Regions from separate parts of the Danio rerio genome. Here region 2 is linked to region 1. The links are chromatin contacts, called in public Hi-C maps. All regions are on one chromosome and are shown on one strand. Each heading gives the region's core, a stretch centred on a gene start, on an enhancer-like site or on the middle of the called end of the contact. The rest is flanking DNA. Distances are from core to core; before and after follow the strand shown.

Evidence for each region. A called contact is a pair of places that touch in the nucleus more often than the background predicts.
Region 2: a contact with region 1 is called in a Hi-C map of embryo, with 2.9 times the contacts expected there. The contact joins the promoter of itga11b here to the promoter of ciao2a in region 1.

The regions. Positions count from the first base shown.
Region 1 is chr25:1,560,016-1,564,253 of GRCz12tu, forward strand. It overlaps ciao2a (cytosolic iron-sulfur assembly component 2A), which reads left to right and starts at 1,333. Exons shown (of 5, transcript NM_213027.1): 1 at 1,333-1,468; 2 at 3,685-3,849. The coding sequence starts at 1,357. spg11 (SPG11 vesicle trafficking associated, spatacsin) reads right to left here and starts at 632. Exons shown (of 41, transcript NM_001194994.1): 1 at 166-632. The coding sequence starts at 389.
Region 2 is chr25:1,821,842-1,825,913 of GRCz12tu, forward strand. itga11b (integrin, alpha 11b) reads right to left here and starts at 1,864. Exons shown (of 30, transcript XM_690467.10): 1 at 1,773-1,864. The coding sequence starts at 1,827. It overlaps coro2bb (coronin, actin binding protein, 2Bb), which reads left to right. Exons shown (of 18, transcript XR_012400101.1): 6 at 2,618-3,023.

The DNA of each region.
Region 1 (4,238 bases), core at 83-2,582:
GTATGCTCAGGTTAAGTGTGTGTGTGACTCACTCTACACAGGTGTGCAGTAGTGTATGCTCAGGTTAAGTGTGTGTGTGTGTGTGTGTGTGTGTGTGTGTTTGACTCACTCTACACAGGTGTGCTGTAGTCATGTATGCTCAGGTTAAGTGTGTGTGTGACTCACTCTACACAGGTGTGCTGTAGTGTATGCTCAGCTCCCCTGCTGTCGCTGATGTTCCTCAGACTGGTTTCCCCCTGCGCGTTCACGCAGCACAGCAGTGACGGACCCGCGCTCAGCTTCACCCTCCGCCAGTCTTTCAGCCCCACACAGAGCTCTCCATCCGCCAACAAATCCACCTCCAGCACCGCCTGAGCTCCAGCATCACTCCTGCTCAGAGCCTCCAGCATCCTGAAGATGGACAGCAGACGAGGAGGAAGAAGAAGAGGAAGATCAGCTCAGGAGCTTCCGCCGATGAGCGCGCATTATACAATAACAAACAGCACACTATGGAGATAAATAATAAACAGTCCTCGAAGATTAAACTGCAGGATTTAATCTGAAATACTGATACTGTGAGTTTCCGATCTAAACAAACCACAGCTGATCATCACATGACAACCACATGATCATAGCTACAGCAGGAGGACCAATCAAACCGGAAATAAACACTTCTACTTATGCGCGTTCATGGATAAATGAATGTAAATATCTATGATGCGCGTTCACTATGCTTATGTCAACTAACGTTACCTAAAATTATTTGCCGTGATTAGTAAATAAAAGTTTGGCTTTGTCTCTGTTTGAGTCTTTAATAAGAGCAATGTTTATTTTATGTATAATAATGCAGGTTTATTTAAACTAATCTAAATCTATACAAAACAAAATAAAGGAATTAATAAAAAAAATCAAATATTAACAATATTATCAGCAAAAATAGTGTAATTAAAATAAAAATTAATGTGGTGTTTTATGAATTTATACATTAAAAATGTTGCAAACTATAAATACTATTTTTTAATTAATTTAGCATGTGTAATACAAAACAGTAGAAGTATATTGACTAGTTTCTATGGATAATGTGTTGATATAAACAAAAATCCCCTTAATAAAGTGTATTCTATAGTCTTGGTATAAAATAATTAACGCCAAATTAATTAAAATGGTTTTTTAACATATTTTATAGTTTATTATTATTTCAAAATAACTATATAATATTTTAAAATAAATGGCATATAATCCCAAAAAACAACGCCAAAAAGTTTATATTTCCATCGACATTTCTTTGTTGATCACTCTGGTCTGCGTGAAAGAGGAAGAGCGGACGCGCATGCGCATGTCAGTGTCCGTGATGGAAATGATGGACCGGACCGGATCATGGAGCTTGTGTCCGGACTTTTGAGCAAAGCATTGTTTTTAACGGGACTTTCTAACGAGACGAATGACAAGAGACGAAAGAAGATGGAGGAGAAAGCGCTGGAGGTGTACGGTGAGCCCTGATGACCTCAATCAAGAGAAAAGTCTGTGGTGTTTTCATGGCACGATGACATTGTCAGGCGGAAATACTATAGTATTTTTATATATTACTATAGTACTGAATAATCATCTTCATGGTACTTTAAGTAGTGCCATATTACTACTTTGTTAAGTCAATAAGAAATGTGATACTGGATGTATTTTATCTGATACGTCAAAGATCATATTAACATACTGATAAACAGAAAACGGGGTATAACCATGGTACATAAATGGTGTCCGGTGTTAATGCCATGGTATTTTTGTGGTTGAGTCATTACCGTAATTATGTACTCTATTTTTCTGTCACCATGGTACATAGTTACAATTAAAAACTTGGTTTACTATGCTAAATTGATTGTGGTTGTTGTGATTGTGGTATTAAATCATTACCGTAATAACATACCATAATACTGAATCATTACCATAATCATTTACCACAGTATTTCCCACAAACTTTAAAAAATGGTCTCAAATTATCATTTAACATGGTAAAAACTGAAAAGTATGTAACTGAAAGGTATTAGCATAACCAGCAGTGATGATGCTACTTTGTAATACCATGCTATTTTCATATATACCATAATAATGAATCATTACCATAATCATTTACCAAAATATTTCCCTTAAACTTGAAGGAATGAAGTTCAACTGTTTATATTTTATTAATGTATCATAGTATTAGTATTGAATCATTACTGTAATAACATACCGTATTACAGAATCATTACCGTAATCATTTACCAAAATATTTCTCTTAAACTTTAAGAAATAAAGTTCAACTGTTTTTATATTATTAATATACCATAGTATTAGTATTGAATCATTACCGTAATAACATACCGTAATGCTGAATCATTACCATAATCATTTACCACAGTATTCCCTTAAAATTAAAGAAATAGTCCCAAATAATGATATAACATGGTAAAAACTGAAAAGTATGTAACTGAAAGGTATTAGCATAACCAGCAGTGATGATGCTACTTTGTAATATCATGCTATTATCATATATACCATAATAATGAATCATTACCATAATCATTTACCAAAATATTTCCCTTAAACTTGAAGGAATGAAGTTCAACTGTTTATATTTTATTAATGTATTAGTGTTGAAACATTACCGTAATAACATGCCATATTCCGAATCATTACTGTAATAACATACCGTAATACAGAATCATTACCGTAATCATTTACCAAAATATTTCTCTCAAACTTTAAGAAATAAAGTTCAACTGTTTATATATTATTAATATACCATAGTATTAGTATTGAATCATTACCGTAATAACATACCGTAATGCTGAATCATTAACAACAGTATTCCCTTAAAATTAAAGAAATAGTCCCAAATAATGATGGAACATGGTAAAAAACTGAAAAGGAAGGTAACTTAAAGATGCTAGCATAACTAGCAGTGATGATGCTACTTTGTAATACCATGCTATTATCATATATATATATATACCATAATAATGAATCATTACCATAATCATTTACCACAGTATTCCCTTAAACTTGAAGGAAAAGTCAAACTGTTTATATTTTATTAATTTTTCATAGTATTAGTGTTGAATCATTACCGTAATAACATACCGTAATACTGAATCATTACCATAATTATTAACCACAGTGGCGATCCAATGGCGCAGTAGGTAGTGCTGTCACCTCACAGCAAGAAGGTCGCTGGGTTGTTGGTTCGAGCCTCGACTCAGTCGGTGTTTCTGTGTAGAGTTTGCATATTCTGCCTGCATTCCGGTTTCCCCCACAGTCCAAAGACTGTGTGTGTGTGTGGATGTTTCCCAGAGATGGGTTGTGGATAAGTTGGCGGTTCATTCCACTGTGGGGACCCCGGATTAATAAAGCCGACAAGAAAATGATTGAACTAAACACAGTATTCCCTTAAAGTTTACGAAATAATCTCAAACTATGATGTAACATGGTAAAAACTGAAAAGCAACATAACTGAAAGATATTAGCATACCTAGCAGTAAATAATGTTAATTATTATAATACTGAGTCATTACCGTAATCAAATCAGTATCAAACGGTAATGACCAGTGTATTATTAAATAGAATATACAGTGTGTTTTGATAGCAAAACTCTGTTATTTGTCATTTTCTCTCAGATATTTTTCTGTTTAAGGTGAAACTCTTAATATGCTGATGTTGTTGTTTACACAGATGTGATTCGGACGATTCGTGACCCGGAGAAACCCAACACTCTGGAGGAGCTGGACGTGGTGACGGAGAAATGTGTGGAAGTTCAGGAGCTCGGAGACGATGAATATTTGATCGTCATTAAGTTCTCTCCAACTGTACCACACTGCTCTCTGGCCACGCTGATAGGTGAGTATGTGACGAGATAACACACACACACACTCAAACGGACATCACTGCACCACACAGATAGCAGGAGACACAATAAAGGAAACACTTCTTGTTAGGGCTGGGCGATATTGCAAAAAAAATACATTTAGGAAAATTATGATTTTTTTAACCTTTTTTTTAATTTTACAACATTACTAAGGCAAATAGTTTAAATAGTCAAAAATAAAAATATTTTAACTAAATATCTCTTTATAATAAAATAAACAGAAGTGTTAAAGAGACTCTCAAACTTAATAAATAAAATGTTACAAAGTGTGTGCAATGGTAAAGCGTAAATACTGACAAAAAACAGAAATGTGCGCACATCTAGAAAAATCTTGAAGGCAGGTGCACGATCAAAAAACAAA
Region 2 (4,072 bases), core at 614-3,113, 260 kb after region 1:
TACAATCGAGATCATGTATAGCAAGTGCCCTTGTGTGTAGGTTCATAATGGAGTGTGTAAGCAGATCCAGATGGTGCGTCTGATCACTGCTAATAAAAGACCATCTGCAAAGTTCCTCTTTAATCAACCTGAATTAGCCCACACTAGGCTATATAGTTCTGTATAGTTGTGCTATAACTACTGAAAATAACCATAAACCATTATAAAAATAAATGAATAAATAAAATGATTAAAGAGTGGTAAGAGATTTAATTAATATAACCTATTAGAACGATAGAAAATAACCTTAAAACCATGGCATTTAATCTAATTAAAATTATTTTATTAAATAATAATTTAATATAATTTATATTAAATTATTATAATTTTTTTAAATAAATCTAATCTAATTATTATGGTGTGCTGTGTTAACACTGAATCTATAAACTATAGCCTACTAGTGTCTATTTTCAAGCTACTAAGTATGCTAATGTGACTGTCTATTTAATAGTTTAATGAATGAGTGTTAGTTATCCAATTAATAATGAACTAGTTTGCATTACTTAGCACTAGTACGTAATTAAACATATACCGATACCTTAAAAAAACACTCTTGCTTACTCGTTAAACTCATTGATATTAATTGAATAACTCCATTAAACGTTTAAATAGACACTCATACTTACGTAGTATATCTTTGGTATTAGGTAATTAGTTTTAATGTTGAAAGAGATTGCCATATAATTATTATTACATGTTATATAACACTTTTTAATTAGATAATCTTTCAGTTTCGTCTTCTGTACAGCATTATGATTACAATAAAGGCATTACTATCCACATACAAAATCTTCAGCAATATCTTACATGAGTTTCATAAGAAATCCCAACTTTGTATTAAACTTTGGGTATTTTTGAATGATTTATATTGAGATTTATTAGATGTATTCACTAGCAACGATTAGAAAGACTAGAAAATTTTTTTGTCATTAAATTATATCGATAGTTCAGTTACGAAGTTTTTCTTACTTAGTTTTCATCATTATAATGTCTAAGCATTTTTAAATCAAAATAAATGTTCTTGAGATCCCAAATGCATGCAATTAGAAGTATTTCTTTATAAAAATATTATCAAAATACATAAAATGACTGCCAACGGAGTCTACAAAATCAATATTGTGAATTAAACCTATATTTGTGGCCCCACCACATAAGATTTATTAAGAAACACATATTAAGAAGCATTTTAAGAAAATATGACTTATGATATAAGTATTTTTACTTCTAATATAAATGCATAATTAAAAAATGCTTCAATTTTTATACTAGAAACCAAGATTAAAGCTAATACACGAGAAACCATATATATTTTTAATAATATTCCTACAGGATGACAACTTGTGACTCATTTAAATCTGCTTTTAGTTTTCCAAAATGAACCCAAAAAGCAAAAATCATTGACTTTATATTATATTATTATTATATTGTATTATTTTTTATTATATTTGTTATATTAATATTATTATATTATATTATACTATATTATATTATATTTTATTGTTATATTATATTACATTTATTATATTTGTTATATTATTATTATATTATATTATACTATATTTTATTTATTTATTATTTTATTATATTATATTATATTATATTATATTATATTATATTATATTATATTTTTATTTATTTATTATATATATTTATTTATTTATTATTTATTTATAAGTTTTAGTGCAAATAATCTCACTGTTTTTTGCTGAGAGTAAATGCAGTAGCAGACTCACCTGGCATGAGTGCGCTGACCCACAGCAGCAGCAAGTGTGTGTACTCCATCAGCATGTGTGTGTGTGTGTGTGTTTGAGTTTCTCTGCTCTCTGATGGAGTCCTGAAGCGCAGCAGAGCTTGATGTGGAAGGAGGAGCTACAATGACATGAAAACTGAGAGAGAGAGAGAGAAAGAGAGAGAGAGAGAGAGTCTGGAGCACCTGAGAGCTGTGCTTATTACTGACCTCATGCTTTTACTGCTCGCTCGCCCACTCTATTTCTCTCTCTCCCCTCCTCTTTCTCCATCCAGATGTCTAGCAGTGGAAAATCAAGATATATTGGATAGGAAACACCACAGATGTGCAAATTTATTTTCAGAGGATGGAGATGTTACACTCCAAAAGCTGAAATTGAGCTTAGAAATGGCTGGTTAATTTTACTGTATATTGAATGAGCATAGAATTCAATTCATTCATTTTCCTTTGGCTTACTCCATTATTTATTCGGGGTCGCCACAGCGAAATGAGCCGCCAACTATTCCGGCATACATTACACTCTCGGAAATAAAGGTACAGTAGCTGTCACTGGGGCAGTACCTTTTCAAAAGGTACATATTTGTACCTAAAAAGTCCTTAGTGGTACCTCAAAGGTGCATATTAGTACCCAAATGCACCTAAAATGTACCTTTGAGGTACCAATATGCACTCTTCAGGGACAAATATGTACCTTTTGAAAAGGTACTGCCCCAGTGACAGCTCTTGTACTTTTATTTCTGAGAGTGTACCTGACATATTTTAAATCTTGTTGTGGATCTCAGCTGTAAGATTAACAGATAATAACTTATATATAACTTATATAACTAACAGATATTTATGATGAATCATCTGCTGAGCTGCATCCCAATCATCACCAATACTGCAGAAGACCTACTGGAACCCACATGCACCAAGATTCTCACAGAAACCAGTCAAGTTTGGTGAAGGAGAAATCATGGTTTGGGGTCATTCAGTATGGGGGTGTGCGAGAGATCTGCAACATCAACAGCCTGAGGTATCAAGACATTTGTGCTGCCCATTACATTGCACGTCCTGATTCTGCAGTGTTCCAGGGTCAACAAAGGTGGAGCTTGTGATAGTTTCAACCAATCCATACAATGTTTCAACCAATCAGATGTCCGTGTGTGCGGTAGCTGGTCACGTGACGACGCGATAGCGCAAATTTAGGCGGCAGTTTTTTAATCCCATCCTGACGGCATCATCGCGATCTGGGAAGGTAAGTTAATTTCCTCAATATTTGCATCTAAGACTACTTATTACTCAATAAAGGATACTGGTTGTAATTTCGTGATGGATCTGTTCGGTAAAATCCTCAAATAAGGCATAAATCGTTTGAAACCCTCGTTTTTGAGGCCGTTATAAGAGCCGTCAGACCGAGGGAGAGAGCCGTTTTTTTCCTGTGATCTAACGTTATTATTATTAATAATGATATGATTATAATAGGCTAAAGATAATATTGAAATGTTTTGTATAATAAAAATGATTTTAAAAATAGTTGTAAGCCCAGACCATCTTTCTTTTTATAGCTCATGTAATATTAGACAGACAACGCTTGATCACAGTATAATAATAATTATTATTAAAATAACAACAACAACAACAATAATAATAATGCATAAATAATGATAAAAATAATAGGCTAATAATAATAATAAAATGTTTTGTTAGCACAGGGCCATGATTCATTATATACTATAATAATAATAATAATAATAATAATAATATAAATAACGATGATAATATCGGGCTAACATTTTTAATAACAATAATAATGTATTAATAGTAATGAAAATAATAGACTAATAATAATAATAATTAGATATCTTGTTAGCCCAGGGCCATCATTCATTATATACTATAATAATAATAATAATAATAATATAAATAACGATGATAATATCGGGCTAACATTTTTAATAACAATAATAATGTATTAATAGTAATGAAAATAATAGACTAATAATAATAATAATTAGATATCTTGTTAGCCCAGGGCCATCATTCATTATATACTATAATAATAATAATAATAATAATAATAATAATATATAAATAACGATGATAATATCGGGCTAACATTTATAATAACAATAATAATGTATTAATAGTAATGAAAATAATAGACTAATAATAATTAGATATCTTGTTAACCCAGGGCCATCATTCATTATATACTATAATAATAATAATAATAATAATAATAATATAAATAACGATGATAATATCGGGCTAACATTTAAAATAACAATAATATTGTATTAATAG